Regions from separate parts of the Oryctolagus cuniculus genome. Here region 2 is linked to region 1. Evidence: chromatin contacts called from public Micro-C data. All regions are on one chromosome and are shown on one strand. Each heading gives the region's core, a stretch centred on a gene start, on an enhancer-like site or on the middle of the called end of the contact. The rest is flanking DNA. Distances are from core to core; before and after follow the strand shown. Region 1 holds the start of IPO13 (importin 13). Region 2 holds the start of PTPRF (protein tyrosine phosphatase receptor type F).

Region 1 (3,784 bases), core at 948-3,447:
GGTGCAGGGGTCCGAGCACTTGGTTCATCCTCTGCTGTTTTCCCAGGTGCACCAGCAGGGAGCTGGATTGGAAGTGGAGCAGCAAGGATTCGAACCAGTGCCCATATGGGATGCCGGCACTGCAAGGCGGGGCTTTAACCTGCTGCACCACAGCACTGGCCCCGGGATATTTCACACCTTAGGCACAGGCCTGGGAATCAGCCACTTTATTTTGACTTCCTTTTTCCTCTTCCAAATGTCTCCAGCCACTTCATTCCTCCATATTGCACACAGATTTTTAAAAAAAGGCAAATGCTATCCACTGGGAACCTCACCATAGTGTCATATTACACTTAAGGTAAAGTCCAAACTCTTATAATAGTCCATTGTCCCCAACTTGTCTTCCAACCTCATCTCTACAACCCATCTTCTCTCCCTTCCCCACGTCATAGAACACCCCAAAAATGGTTGGAGGACTTGCTGTAGAACCCCAAAATTGGGTCTGCTCATTTGGCATACAGCAAGTTAATCAGCAACACCAGGGTGATGGAGAAAAGCAAGTGTTTATTGCAACATGCAGACCAAGGAGCCAGGTAGCTAGCACTTAATTCCTGGACTCTCCGAGATGAAAGGCAGTGAATCCTCTAGTTCAATGTTAGGTTTCCAAGTGCATGATCGGCTCCTGTGTGGGCCTGCAGTTGGTCAGTGATAGGGGCAGCAGGTTTCCTTTGGGATGGCAAAGGTGGGCTCCAGTCTGTCTGGGTCTAAGTGTGGTTTGGGTATTACTTTGTTGGATCAGGGGACTGTGCATTCCTGCAAAGCTCTCAGAGTAGAGGCAAACATTGAGAGCTCTGGCTTTACCCTGTATCACTCCCTTAACTTAATGAGTTGACGTGTACCAAGGAGCAGCCAAGGAAAAGATATGGGGCCCAATGAAGCCTACATGGTCTAGGGGTAGGGGTTCAGCATCACCCACTCCTAAAATCTCCCCTTATATGGAACATAGGTTACCAGCTGTTCTTATTTATTTATTTGAAAGGCAGAGTTAGAGAGAGAGAGAGAGAGCTCCCAACCTCTGGTTCACTCCCCAAATGGACACAACAGCCAGGCCTGGGCCAGGCTGAAGCCAGGAGCTTCATCCCGGTCCCATGTGAGTACTTGGGCCATCTTCTGCTGCTTTCCCAGGCAGCAGGGAGCTGGACTGGGTAAGTGGAGCGTCCAGGCCTGGAACCGGCGCCCAAACGGGATGCCAGCCTCACAGGCAGCACCGGCCCCTTTTCAGCACTTTCTTATTGAAGATGTGCTGAATGACTGGAGTTCCACTGTACTTTTGCTTAGCATCTAAGTGAGGCTCCCTTTCCTCAGGCCTTCATCAACTTTCTCAGCCATCACCACCTCTTCCATTGGAACTCAAGTACAGTAGGCCTTTTGCTATATTTATTTGTTTGAAAGGCAGAGAGAGGTCTTCCATTAGCTGGTTCACTCCCCAAATGGCATCTGGTTCTCCCACGCTGGTGAGGGGCCCAAGCACTCGGGCCATCTTCTACTGCTTTCCCAGGCCACAGCAGAGAGCTGGATCGGAAGTGGAGCAGCCAGGACTCGAACCAGTGCTCATATGGGATGTCGGCACAGCAGGCAGATGCTTAACCTACTAAGCTACAGCGCCCGCCCCAGCCCTTCTGCTTTTTCCTCCCATCCCTGCGGGGGTGGCTGCCAGGAGTTCACTGGAGGACAGCTGGGGGAGTGAGAGGCAGGGACTGCCGGGCCAGGCTCTGCCACCACAGCTGTGTGTCCAGGGGCAAGATAAGCTCAACTTCCCCAACCTAACGGAACCCAAGGCATGCAAAGCACTGCTCCTGGGTTTAAACGGGAGCTAGTCTTATTCAAAGCACACATCGGGGGAAGTTGCTTCCAAAAACCTCAGGAAATTCCTCGAGTACTGTCCATGGTATGTGGTATTGGGTGTTCCTGAGCCGTCCTTTTATATTCCTCCGGCGTGTAGCCCCGCTTTTCTCTGGGGGGTGCTTACGCCTTCTCAGGCCCCAACCCATGTGCCCCCGGCCTCCTCCGCGAGGTGCCGCCTTCCGGCTGGGCTCAGCACGAACTACATTTCCCAGGGTGCGTAGCGGCGGGGCCTCGGCTCCGTGGGGGCCTCGGGCGGCGCGCCGTACCACGCCGTCGCCTGCTCGGGGGCGCGCGGGCTGGCGCGAGGACAGGGCCAAGGACCCGGAATGAGTTTCCGCGCAGTTCCGCTGGGCCGTGCCGGGCAGTGCCGGGTCGTGCCGGGCCAGAACAGACAGGGGTGGGGGCCTGAGTTGGCGGTGCCGGCGACAGGCGCTCGGGGCAGCCCACGCCTTGCTGAGGTCCCCGCCCCGTCCCAGCCGGGCCGGCTCATCTGTCAGTCACTGGGGCGGAGGCAGCGGCAGTAGCCGTGGTAGCGGGGCCGGAGCGGGGCGGTGAGCAGAGCGCGGGCCAGGCCGAATGGAGAGGACCTGCCACAGCCTCCCAACTCCACGGACTCTTCGCCCCTGACTCGCGAAGCTACACCCTCGCGCTTCGTTGGACGCCTCTGTAACCCGCGAAGGGCTCTCTTTCCCCCGTGCCCCCCAGCCCGGTGACCTCCTCACGGCGCCAAAGGGCTCGCACAGACGAGGGTGTTGTGGGTACAGGCCGTCGACCCTGTGACCCCGCACGGGCTCGGCACTCGGTTTTCCCCACAGGCCTCCCTCCTCACAGATTCTGGGGACAGAACCTTGACCTACCACTAGGACCCCGGCCTGAGTGCCCCTCACTTACGGCTCCCTCCTCAGGGTCACCGTCCCTGGGTTTCCTCCCAAGAGTCCCCCTTTTGGGTCCCTGGCAAGCCCCCCACCCCGAAGGAGGTGGGGAGGCCTCGGCAGCCATGCCCGCCCTGGGTCCCCCGTCACCCCGCAGCTCCCTGGACACACAAGCCGGGGTCTAGCAGGGGGCCAGCAGCCAAGGGGCTGGGGCAGGAGACAGATCAGGGTCCACCTCCCTGCTGGGGAGGGAGCCAAGATGGAGCGGCGGGAGGAGCAGCCGGGAGCTGCAGGGGCTGGAGCAGCACCAGCCTTGGACTTCACTGTGGAGAACGTGGAGAAGGTACGAGGGCTTTGGGGTGGGTACTCGAGTGACAGAGCAGAAGTTCTGGGGACTGACACTGAGGCCGGAGCTCAGGCCTGGGCCGGGTGCCTGCTGGGATGGTGCCCCTGGAGCACCTGGCGCTTGCGTGTCTCCGGCCAGCAGGACAGCAGTGTTGCAGTGCCCTCGTGGGCTATTTTTGGCTTTCCTTAGACCTGGGTCCTCTGTGGACAGATACGGGGTTTGGGGATGTACCCCCTCGGTGCTGGTGGCTCAGACTTCAGCCAGACTGGCTCTTCTCCAGCTCTGTGGGAAATGCATGAGCGGTGCAGTAAGAAACCAAGGAGACCTGCAGCTTGGTCCCTGGAAACCACACTGATGCTGAGTTATCCTACACCTGTGTCGAGTCAGGGGCTCAGAAGATAATCTGGAGCCCAAACAGCCTGGGTTACGTTCTCACTTTTCTTGGGTGCAGGGTCTTTTCTTTACCGCACAGGTGCTGGGCCTGGGCAGGCAGCAGTGGGGCGTACCCCTCTTTGTTTTGTGCTGTGTCAAGGGGCCTGGCCCTGCTGGGAACCTTACAAGGCCCTCCATTACTCACCTGTTCACATCACGCCCTGCCCTAGCCCTCCCTGGCTGGCCCCTGCCCAGTCCCTGTTTTCTGAGCTGCTTCTCTGATTGTCTTCAGCATTGGGCTCCCAGAAGC
Region 2 (3,784 bases), core at 649-3,148, 400 kb before region 1:
ACCAAGGAGCAGACGGGACCGCAGGAGAGAAAGACTGGCACTTCCGGTCCAGGCATTACAAGAAGTGGGGAACAGGGAGGGCGAGCAGCCCCGGGGCGGGGGGAGTGAGTGCAGAACTCTGTCTCGGTTACATGGACCTGGGGTTCAGATGAGAGGCCCAGACTGCAGAGACATGGTTGCTGGTGGGCGAATCGGTCCAGGAAAAGGCAGCTCAGCAGGAAAAAGGGGAGGCCTAAGGCAGAGCGCTAGAAGAGAACTGGAGAGAGAGTAGCCGGTGTGGGAGTGTAGGCCAGGGGCACCAAGTAGAAAGACTTTTCCTAAGTCAGCAACGCACGGACATAATTGGCTGAAGATTACACTTTTTAAAAACTGGGGGTGGAGCCGAACCCTCAAAGTTCTGAAACAGAAGCAAAAATGCCAAAAAATGCACGAGCGTTGCAATACCTCCCCCCACAGTACTCCAAAATTACCAAGGGGCGTAAAACCACTGACTGAGACACTCATTTTTGACCTGTTTGTCATCTGGAAGGAATCCTTTGCCCGGCATCGCTGGAGCCATCCGCTCGTCACACACCAGGGGGCGCACGCGCACCGTTTCTGAATCCAAGTCCGCGACAAAAGCAGGCAGTGAATTAGGTGTTCATCAGAACTTGGTGCTCACATCCATAAGCCCCAGTGCAGGCTTCCCCTTTACGTCACCACTGTGACCCCAACAACCTCCAAATCTCGTTTGTTCCTCCCCGACTCCAAACCCCCAGGGGTATCAGAGAGGCCCCAAGGAGACTGGGACTCCTCCCGCACCCCTCACATGACCGCACTGGGGGTGGGGTGAGTGGGCTACAGGAAGGGGCTTTGGGGGAGGGACCTGGAGGCAGGAGCTTTGGTGTCACCATTGGAGCTCACCAGTTCCCATCGGCATTAGGACTGTGGCATAAATCTTCAGGTGGGCTAAGGGTGTAGCCCACAAACTTACAAACGCATTTGCGTTTCGTGTGAGATGTCAGAGACTCACTATTGAGGTTAATATCCGGTTTGGAATTCAAGGGCCAATTTATACCAGCCGGAAATTGCATAGATACCCGGTAGCCTCTGGTTAAGGCTGACACCAGATCAGAAGAGTGGAGGGAGAGCGGGCAGGAAGGGAGCTTGTGAGGGGGTCTCACCAAGGGCTGGATCAGGTGAGGTCCTCAGCGGGTTCAACGGTGGGTGGGGTCCAAGGTCCGTTTCTGTGCTGGGGCCCCTTTTCCAATTACTCAATCTCAATTCTGGAGCTGAGAATGTGAACAGAAAGTGTGCCGGGAATGGAATTTTGTGGAAGGGTTGGGGCTCAGCAGAAGGTGGCTACTGGCCCTTAGAGGGCTCCACGTGGGTACTGGAGTCCACTGACCACCAGGGATGGCGCCAGTGTTATGATCAAGGTTAGGGTGGGCAGCAGTTGTAAAAGGGTTTAGGGCCAGAATTGGTATTTGGGGGCATTATAATACAGGGGTCCAGGTCAGAATGACTACTCGTGTCCACTCGGGGACAGATTTAGGGGGTTGCAGTCAGTATTGGGGTTCGGGGTGGGTGTGGGCCCAGTATCAGTCTCAGATCTGCACGGGTAGGAAATGGGATCTCACGGCACCATCAGGTCCTTACGAGGCTCGGGAGCCACTAGTAGGAGCTGCACTTCGTGGAGTTGAGATGTGTTGGCGCTCACCGCTGGGGCTCAGGCCCCACGCTGGGGCTCCGGTCGGCTTAGACGTGCGCGGTTGGGTTGTGCTCTGGCTAGGCCTACCCGGCTCCGCGGCTCCACCAGCGCGAGCGCACGAGGGGAGGGGCGGTACCGGGGACGCGCACGGCAGGGGCAGGGGCGCGGGCGCGGGCGCGGGCGGGGGCGCGCGGCTGGAGCTGGCGCGGGAGCGGCGGCGGCGGCAGAGGCGGCGGCTCCGGCTCGGGCTCCGGCTCGGGCTTCGGCTCCAGCTCCGGTGGCGGTGGCGGGAGCGGGACCAGGTGCCCGCGGCGGCGGCAGAGGAGCGGGAGCGGCGGCCTCGGCAGCGTGGGGGGGACATGCGGACCGACGGCCCCTGGATAGGCGGTGAGTGACCCCCGGGGCTCCCCTCCAGTCCCCTCCGCGCCCGTTCCTTTCCCACTCTCCCCGCCCTTCCCCCGCGTCCACCCAGCGGAGCCGGGGGCGGTCCCGGGGGGGTTGGGGGCGCCGCTTAGGCCGGGCCGCGCCCCCACCTGCCGCGCCCGCAGCCTCGGCAAGCCCCCCCACCCCCGGCCCAGCCTGGCGGCTCCTCCCCGCCTTTACCCCGCGGCGGACGCGCCCCCCCTCCCCCCCGCCGCCGGCTCGCCCGCTCGCTCCCCGCCGCACCTGAACCGCAGCCCGCGCCCCCCCAGTGCAAAGTTTGCCGTTTGCATTTTTGCGCCCCCTCGCTGATCCCGCCTCGCCCCCCCCAACCCCGCCGCCCCGCTTCTGGGCGGACGCGCTCCGGGGGCGGCCCTCGGCTTCCCACCCCCCCAACTCCGGGCGGGTCCAGGCCGCGCCCCCGCCCCCGCCGCACCGGCGCCCCCTCCCAGCCGGCGGGGGATCCGCAGCCGACGCGCTCCCGGTTCGCTCGCGGCCCCGGCGCACGTGCGGTCCCGGGATGTGCCGGGTGCGAGTTCGGAGCCCCCCACTCTCTGGTCGCGAGCGCGGGCCGGCGAGGGGCTCGGGCGGGCTGCACCCACCCCCACCCCCACCCCCACCCCGAGGCTGGGCCCTGAAGGCCCTGGAGCGGCCTGTCCCGGGAGGACGTGTCCACTCGGACCCGCTCCGAAAGTTCACTCCGTCGCCACCCCGCGTCCCGTCCCGTGCCAGCGTGCCGGTCCCCAGTCGCCGGGCCCACGTCCCGGTCTCGGCTTCTTCCTGTTTGCCTCCGTGTGTTCCTGCTTTCCAGTTCCAGCCCTGCAGCCCCAGGGCCTCTCCCGGGGTGCCCGTGTTCCCCTCCCGCGGTCTCCGTGTGCTCCCTCCCGGGGTGCCCGTGTTCCTCCCCGGGGTCTCCGTGTGCTCCCTCCCGGGGTGCCCGTGTTCCTCCCGGGGTCTCCGTGTTCCCTCTGGCTGGAGCTCCCCGCCCCTCTCTGCCTTCTCCCCGCTGCGTCTCCGTGCTTTCCTCCCCAGGTGTTCAGCCCTCTTGGCGCCCCACACCCCCTCTGCGGGGTCCCCTCCCCCATGCCCATGGAATGCTGCCCCTCAGGTTCTTCCGCCCCTGAGCCGGGGAGGGCCTGGCCTTTCTCCCCATTTCAACAACCCCCTCCCCAGTGCCGGGCCCCAGTGCAGCAGCCTGAGGGGGGTGGGGAGGGTGGGGAGTACAACCTGTCTGAGCTGGGAGATGGGGGGGGGGGCTCTCTGGATTCCCCTGGAGGGAGCAGCAGGGCCCGGCCGGGATGCTGGTGGCTGCGGCCCCACCTTGGCTTCTGAAGGGACCAGGGCCGGGATCCAAAGGGACCCTGAGCCAAATCATCTGGCTGGCGACTCCAGGAGCGTGCCCGGGACTGGGGGGTTGGGGGGCCTGGGGAGCTGTGCAGGGGGGGCTGGCTGGGAAGGGGTCCTCTCGGGGAGCCTCTGGCAGCCTCAGGGAGCAGGTGGGATCCAGACGGGAGTCCTGGTAATTCTGGGCTTGGCTCCACGTTAACTCTTGCTTCAGGGAGCGTGGAAATCCCTGTTTTTACTTTACTGATTGTATGAATGAGCCTCCGGCTTCAGGAGGGAGCAGGTGAAACTCCCCAAGTTGAGCCCTTCCCCGGGCCACACACTGTGCAC

What was found. A called contact is a pair of places that touch in the nucleus more often than the background predicts.
Region 2: a contact with region 1 is called in a Micro-C map of ear pinna, with 4 times the contacts expected there. The contact joins the promoter of PTPRF here to the promoter of IPO13 in region 1. A contact is called at or near these places in 3 of 6 Hi-C or Micro-C datasets (ear pinna, psoas muscle and an unstated tissue).

Annotation. Positions count from the first base shown.
Region 1 is chr7:129,109,542-129,113,325 of mOryCun1.1, reverse strand. It overlaps IPO13 (importin 13), which reads left to right and starts at 2,197. Exons shown (of 19, transcript XR_011390741.1): 1 at 2,197-3,099.
Region 2 is chr7:129,511,015-129,514,798 of mOryCun1.1, reverse strand. PTPRF (protein tyrosine phosphatase receptor type F) reads left to right here and starts at 1,898. Exons shown (of 34, transcript XM_051856577.2): 1 at 1,898-2,077. It overlaps LOC103350200 (a long non-coding RNA gene), which reads right to left and starts at 1,773. Exons shown (of 3, transcript XR_007923657.2): 1 at 1,639-1,773; 2 at 1,164-1,271; 3 at 1-597.